2 separate regions of the Sus scrofa genome follow, and region 1 is linked to region 2. Evidence: chromatin contacts called from public Hi-C data. All regions are on one chromosome and are shown on one strand. Each heading gives the region's core, a stretch centred on a gene start, on an enhancer-like site or on the middle of the called end of the contact. The rest is flanking DNA. Distances are from core to core; before and after follow the strand shown.

The links. A called contact is a pair of places that touch in the nucleus more often than the background predicts.
Region 1: a contact with region 2 is called in a Hi-C map of liver, with 2.5 times the contacts expected there. The contact joins two enhancer-like sites. A contact is called at or near these places in 9 of 47 Hi-C or Micro-C datasets (brain, embryonic fibroblasts, fetal heart ventricle and 5 more) and 1 of 2 datasets of contacts at active chromatin or transcription factors (alveolar macrophages).

Annotation. Positions count from the first base shown.
Region 1 is chr9:10,520,471-10,523,387 of Sscrofa11.1, forward strand. No RefSeq gene overlaps it. Among named protein-coding and RNA genes, the nearest start is that of THAP12, 45 kb to the right of the region's middle. Within about 2 kb of position 1,636, at least 11 of the 83 cell types and tissues checked have an H3K27ac peak or open chromatin away from gene starts, as enhancers often do. A contact at or near this core is called in alveolar macrophages and liver, where this site is marked.
Region 2 is chr9:10,158,510-10,161,771 of Sscrofa11.1, forward strand. All of the region lies in intron 6 of UVRAG (UV radiation resistance-associated gene protein), which reads left to right. Among named protein-coding and RNA genes, the nearest start is that of UVRAG, 71 kb to the left of the region's middle. Within about 2 kb of position 1,667, at least 8 of the 83 cell types and tissues checked have an H3K27ac peak or open chromatin away from gene starts, as enhancers often do. A contact at or near this core is called in alveolar macrophages and liver, where this site is marked.

The sequences.
Region 1 (2,917 bases), core at 386-2,885, 360 kb after region 2:
GGGTTAAGGATCCAGCGTTGCCGTGACCTGTGGTGTAGGTCACAGACATGGCTCGGATCCTGCGTTGCTGTGGCTCTGGCGTAGACCAGTGGCTACAGCTCTGATTCAACCCCTAGCCTGGGAACCTCCATATGCCACCGGAGGGGCCCTAGAAATGACAAAAAGACAAAAAAAAAAAAATTCCAAAATGTCTATCACTCAGCAAGCCCAACTGGGATAAAAAAAAGATACATACTTGGGGGACTGGGGAAGCATCACAACGGGTGGCTTCTGGCCTGGACTTTTAGAGCCAGGAAAGGCCTAAACATGCACAGAACCGCTGGGGAAGCCCCCCCACCCCCACCCTTGCGGGCAGGCTCTTCCATATTCTGGTTACACTCTATTTACTTCTATAAATTGGCAGCAGAGCATTCCTGCTCTGACATGGGTTGCTGTTCACTTACAAATTGAAATGGGATAAAGATAGCAAATTGAACACACACTGTGGTCTCTCCTGAAACCAGCTAAAACAGCAGGAAAGGGATTTATCAAACTATTGGAAAGCAGGCACAGCCAACAAAGAATGGTAACTGCCTGGATCCTAAAGAGGCAGTAAAGAAAATTGAAGAGCAGCCCAGTTTTCACTGTGAAACCCCCAAATGGTTTAGGAATTGGCGGCCCCAGGTATTTCTGGAAATTGGGTGGCTGGGGAGGCTTAAAAACAGGAAAATCGTTTGGAAATCTGTTTAAGAACAATCAGACTCCCAGACACCCTTCCCACCTGGTAGAAGTGAAAGGTCTATTCTCAGGATGGAGTAAGAGGGGCTGTCTATACTGGGGGGGACTCTGACAACTGGAATAAAGTAAACATTTGTTAACGAACCCAACTAGTATCCATGGCGTCGCGGGTTTGATCCCTGGCCTTGCTCAGTGGGTCCAGCCATGAGCTGCAGTATAGGTCGCAGACGCGGCTTGGATCGCATGCATTGCTGTGGCTGTGGCGTAGACCGGCAGCTACAGCTCCGATTAGACCCCTAGCCTGGGAACCTCCATATGCCGCGGGAGCAGCCCAAGAAATGGCAAAAAAAAGGACAAACAAACAAACAAAGAGCTTCCAGAGAGAAGGAAAAAAATAACAGTCTTTCTACAACAGCTTGAGCGTCATAGCGACATTGGATTTTTCAATAGCGAGATGGGAACCAGGAGCCAATGGAAGGTGCCTTCAAAATTCTGAGGGAAGCTGTTTCCATCCAGAATCCTATCCTAGCCAAGTGACTATCAAAGATGTGGATGGAATAAAGGTTTTTGGGTTTTTTTTGGTCTTTTCTTTTCCCTAGGGCTGCACCCATGGCATATGGAGGTTCCCAGGCCAGGGGTCGAATCAGAGCTGTAGCTGCCGGCCTACACCACAGCCACAGCCAAGCCACAGCCACGCAGGATCTGAGCTGTGTCTGCAACCTACACCACAGCTCACGGCAATGCCGGATTCTTAACCCACTGAGCAAGTCAGGGATCAAACCTGCGTCCTCACGGATGCGAGTCAGGTTCTTACCACTGAGCCACCACAGGAACTCCCTAAAGACATATTGAGTCATGTAAGTTCTCTGCATACATTCTCAGGAAGCTACTGGAGGATGTGTTTCAACAGAAATGAGTGAGTAAACCATACAGAAGAGGTCATGGCATTGAAGGAAGAGAAGAGGCCACAAAGGAGGTGGGGGAGAATCCCCAGGCCAGCGGTTGTGCAGTAGGAAGTAACTCATCCTGACGGGAACAGGATGGAAGACTCTAGAAGGGATTCCTTCAAGAAGATGAAATCGGTCCATTATCCAACACATTTAAACACACCGAGAGGAGATTACATAACTGTAATTGTGACGCAGGAAAGAAGAAGTAATCATAGACTATTACATGGCTCACGTGTCAACAGCATTTACACGGCCTAATAATGTAAACAGTGAATATGGTTCCAACCGAAACTGTGACAATTATACAGGATGGCAGGGAACACAGACGGAGATGTGCCTGTGGAGGGAGCAAGGAGAAAGTGTGGGTGTGTTGGAGAAAGGTATTTAAAACAAAAAAAAAAAAAAAAAAAAAAAAAAATCAAGAAGTAGCAATATAAGGGAATAATTTAGAATTGAAAGTCATTGCCTCTGCAGAGTGTGAAATGATCTGAGTGTGTGTGTGTTGAGGCAGGGACTGCTGCTTTCCATTACAAGCCTTATAGAATTTCTAAATTATGTGCATGTATAGCTAAAGGTTAAAAAAATTTTTTTTTTTTTTGTCTTTTTATGGCCGCTTTTTTTCCCCTAGGGCCGCAGCCACAGCAAATGGAGAGTCCCTGGCTAGGGGTCGAATCAGCGCTGTAGCCTCTGGCCTATGCCACAGCCACAGCAACACAGGATCTGAGCTGCGTCTGCAACCTACACCACAGCTCACAGCGACACCAGATCCTTAACCCACTGGATCCTAGCCAGATTTGTTTCCGCTGTGCCACGACAGCGGAAACAAATGACAATATTTTTACATTGAGTCATATAAAGCCCCTAAGCCAAGGTCCCTAGTGGCAGGAAGGCAGTCATTTTCAGCAGAAGGCTTCGCCTAACAGTGGCCAGGCCTGAAATGCCAGCAGGAGAGGAACATTCTGGGAGATGCTGGGGGGCTGAGCTGAGTAGGCAGTTCATCTGTGGAGGGCAGGTTCCAATGCCACGCCTTCGGGGGTCTTCTGTGGTCCCTGCAACTCCATAGGATGCTTCTGTCCCCTTCACCGCTCGTCCCATGTCATCCCACTCTCATTACTGTCACCACTGGCCTCATCTCTCTCACCAGGCTGTGAACTCCCCAAGGACAGTGACTTCAGCCAAGTGACACAGAGAAGCTGTCCAGTAAATATTCGCTGAATGCACCAACAGTCCGGCACCCAGCGAGGCGTGGG
Region 2 (3,262 bases), core at 417-2,916:
TTTCCCGAACTCCTTTCATCCTGCAAACCTGAAACTCTACCCAGTGAGCCATAACTCCCCATCTCCTTTTTCCCCAGGCCCTTGGCGGCCACCCTTCTACTGTTTGTTTCTATGAATCTGACTGCTCTCTTATAAAGGTGGAATCATATAATATGTATGCTTTCGCCACTGGTTTGTTTTACTTAACGTAATAATGTCCTCGAGGTCACTCTGTTATAGCGTGTGTCAGAACGTCTTTCCTTTTTTAAGGCTAAATAATATTCTGTTGTATGAATACACCACATCTTGTTTATCTGTTCATCTCTTGATGAACACTTGGATTGCTTCCACTTCTTGACTCCTGTGAATATTGCTGCTATGAACAAGGGCGTACAAAGATCTCTTTTTCTTTCAGTTCTTTGGGTGTATACCCAGAACTGAAATTGCTGGGCCAGATGGCATAAGCCTTTTAATACGCTACTGGATTAGCTTTGCTAATACGGTTGACCTTTGAACAGCATGTATTTGAACTAGGCAGGTCTACCTATATGTGAGGGTTTTTTTTTGTTTTTTTTTTTTATTAAGTTTGAACTACAGCATTATACAATGCACAGGTGGTTGAATATGTGGATGCAGAACCATGCATATGGAATCATGGATACAGGAGACTGTAAAGTTACATGTGGATTTTTAACTGTGTGTGGGTCATCCTCATTGTTCAAGGGTATTTTGTTGAGTTTTTTAAAATTTAATTAATTAATTTTTAAATCTTTAATTCCCCAATACAATTTTTTTTCTACTGTACAGCATGGTGACCCAGTGACACATACATGTACACATTGTATTTTTGCCCATTATCATGCTCCATCATAAGTGATTGGACATAATTCCCAGTGTTACACAGCAGGATCTCATGGCTAATCCATTCTAAAGGCAATAGTTTGCATGTATTAACCCCAAGCTCCCCAACCACCACACCCCCTCCCCCTCCCCCTCGGTTCCCTCTCTAACACACGTTATATATTTCATATATATATATATAAAAGGGATATTGGCCTATAATTTTCTTGTGATGTTATTGTCTCCCTTTGGTATCAGGCTAAAACCGGTCTCATAGAAGGAGTTAAATATTTCCTCCTCTTCCATTTTTCGGAAGACTTTGAGAAGGATGGGTGTTATTTTTAATCTTTAAACCATGGGTAGAATTCGCAGTCAAATCATGTAGTTCTCGGCTTTGCTTTGCTGGGAGTTTTATGATTACTGATTTAACTTTTTCGATTGTGTTATGACTCTGTTAGATTAATGTTTGTAAAGTGGAAGCCCAGGGTGCTGGATGGTGAACCACGGTTCAACAAGCAACCGCAAGAGAAACTGAAATGGAGTTTATCACTCACGGGTCCTGGAGGAATTGCAGGGGACACCTTGAGGGGCCTCACGAGGAGGTCAAGGCAGGGTGAAGAGAGAGAGATGCAGCACCTGGAACACGTCTTTATTTAGAGTCTTTGGGCAGGGTGCTTTGGGCTTTCTGGGCTAGAGCTGGATTGGTCAGTTCAGACCACAACGCAGGGTTTTGGAAAGCTCCATGGGGATTTTTATCTGAGGGGTATTTGAAGCATAACAGGAGCTGGGAAGCAGAGGAGACTGTTGATCACAAGTTGTAACAGGAACTACATTTGCTCGTGACTCTGCAGCCTGCTGTCTAGGCCATGCACTTCCCAGAAAGGGGATCTCATGGTGGTTTAAGGTCCCTGCAGCCTGCTTGGTCAAAGAAAATGGATGCGGAGGCAGCAGCACCATGGAGTTTTGGAGCTAAACCCTTAGACAAGCTGTGGACCTGAGGCTTTTGGGGGAGCTTTGTGTTTCTGATTCCACTTTTATCGAGGTTATCTGACTTGTTGGCCTGCAGTTGTTCACAGTCTTCTTCTCTCATCCTTTTTCTTCCTATAAGATTGGTGACAACCTTCCCACGTACATTCCTGATTTTAGTGACTCGAGTCTTCTCTCTCCTTTTCTTGGTCAGTCTAGATTAAGGTTGGTCAATTTTGTTGCCCTTTTCAAAGAACTAACTGGGTTTTGTTGATTTTTTTTCTATGATTTTTGTGCTCTCTCTCTTATGGATCTCTGCCCTAGCCTTTATTATTTCCTTCCTCCGTGCTTTGAGTTTCGTTTAGTTTGTTCTTTTTCTAGTTCCTTAAGCCAGAAGATTAGGTGACTGATTTGAGCTCTTTTTTCTTTTAACATAAATGTTTACAATTGTGCATTTTCCCCCGAGCGCTTTTTCCCTGCATCCCATATGTTTTGATAGCTTGTGTTGCCATTTTTATTCTCCTTGAAGTATTTTTTAGAAATTTACCTTGTGATTTGTGCTTTGACTCGCTGATCGTTTCAGAGTGTGTTGTTGACTTCGTCGTTTGTGAATTTTCCACATTTCTTTCTGTTACTGGTTTCTAGTTTCATTCTCTTGTGTTCAGAAAAGGTACTTTGTATGATTTCAGTGTTTTAGAACTATGTTGAGGCTTGTTTTGTGGCTGAACATACATACAGTCTATCCCGGAGAATGTTCCATGTGCACTTGCGAAAGGTATGTGTGTGACTGCTGACAGGTGGAACGTTCTTATACGTCTCTTAGCTCTACTTGATTTATATAGTTGTGTTCATGTGTTCTGTTTCCTTATCTTTTGTATAGTTGTGCTGCCCATTGTTGAAAGTGAAATGTTGACTGCAGCTACTTTCTATTTTAGTTTTGTCAGTTTGGGCTTCATGTGTTTTGTTAAATATGTTTGCATATATGTTTATAATCATTTATATCTTCCTGACCCTCTTTTTGTGCTATAATATCCTTTTTTTTTTTTTTTTGCTTCTGGTAACACTTTTATGTCTTGTCTTAATATCTATTTATCTGATATATTAGTATAGTTGTCCCAGCTCTTTTTTGGTTACTGCTGACATGGAATAGCTTTCCATCTTTTCATTTTCTTTCTTTAAGAAAAATATTTCTAATTGTTTATGAAAGTCTTGCGTTCAAGTGTACAGGAAAGTGAGTCAGTTATAGGTACACACGCGTGCGTGTTTGTGCGTGTGTGTTCTTTTTCAGATTCTTTTCCATTATAATTTATTATAAGATTTGATTATAGCTCCCCATGCTCTGCAGTAGATCCTTGTTGTTTACCTATTTTATATATAGTGGCAGGTGTATGTTAATCCCAAACGCCTAATTTATCTCTCTTCCCCCATCCATCCTTCCATTTTCAACCTATTTTTTGTTTGTTTGTTTGTTTCTAAA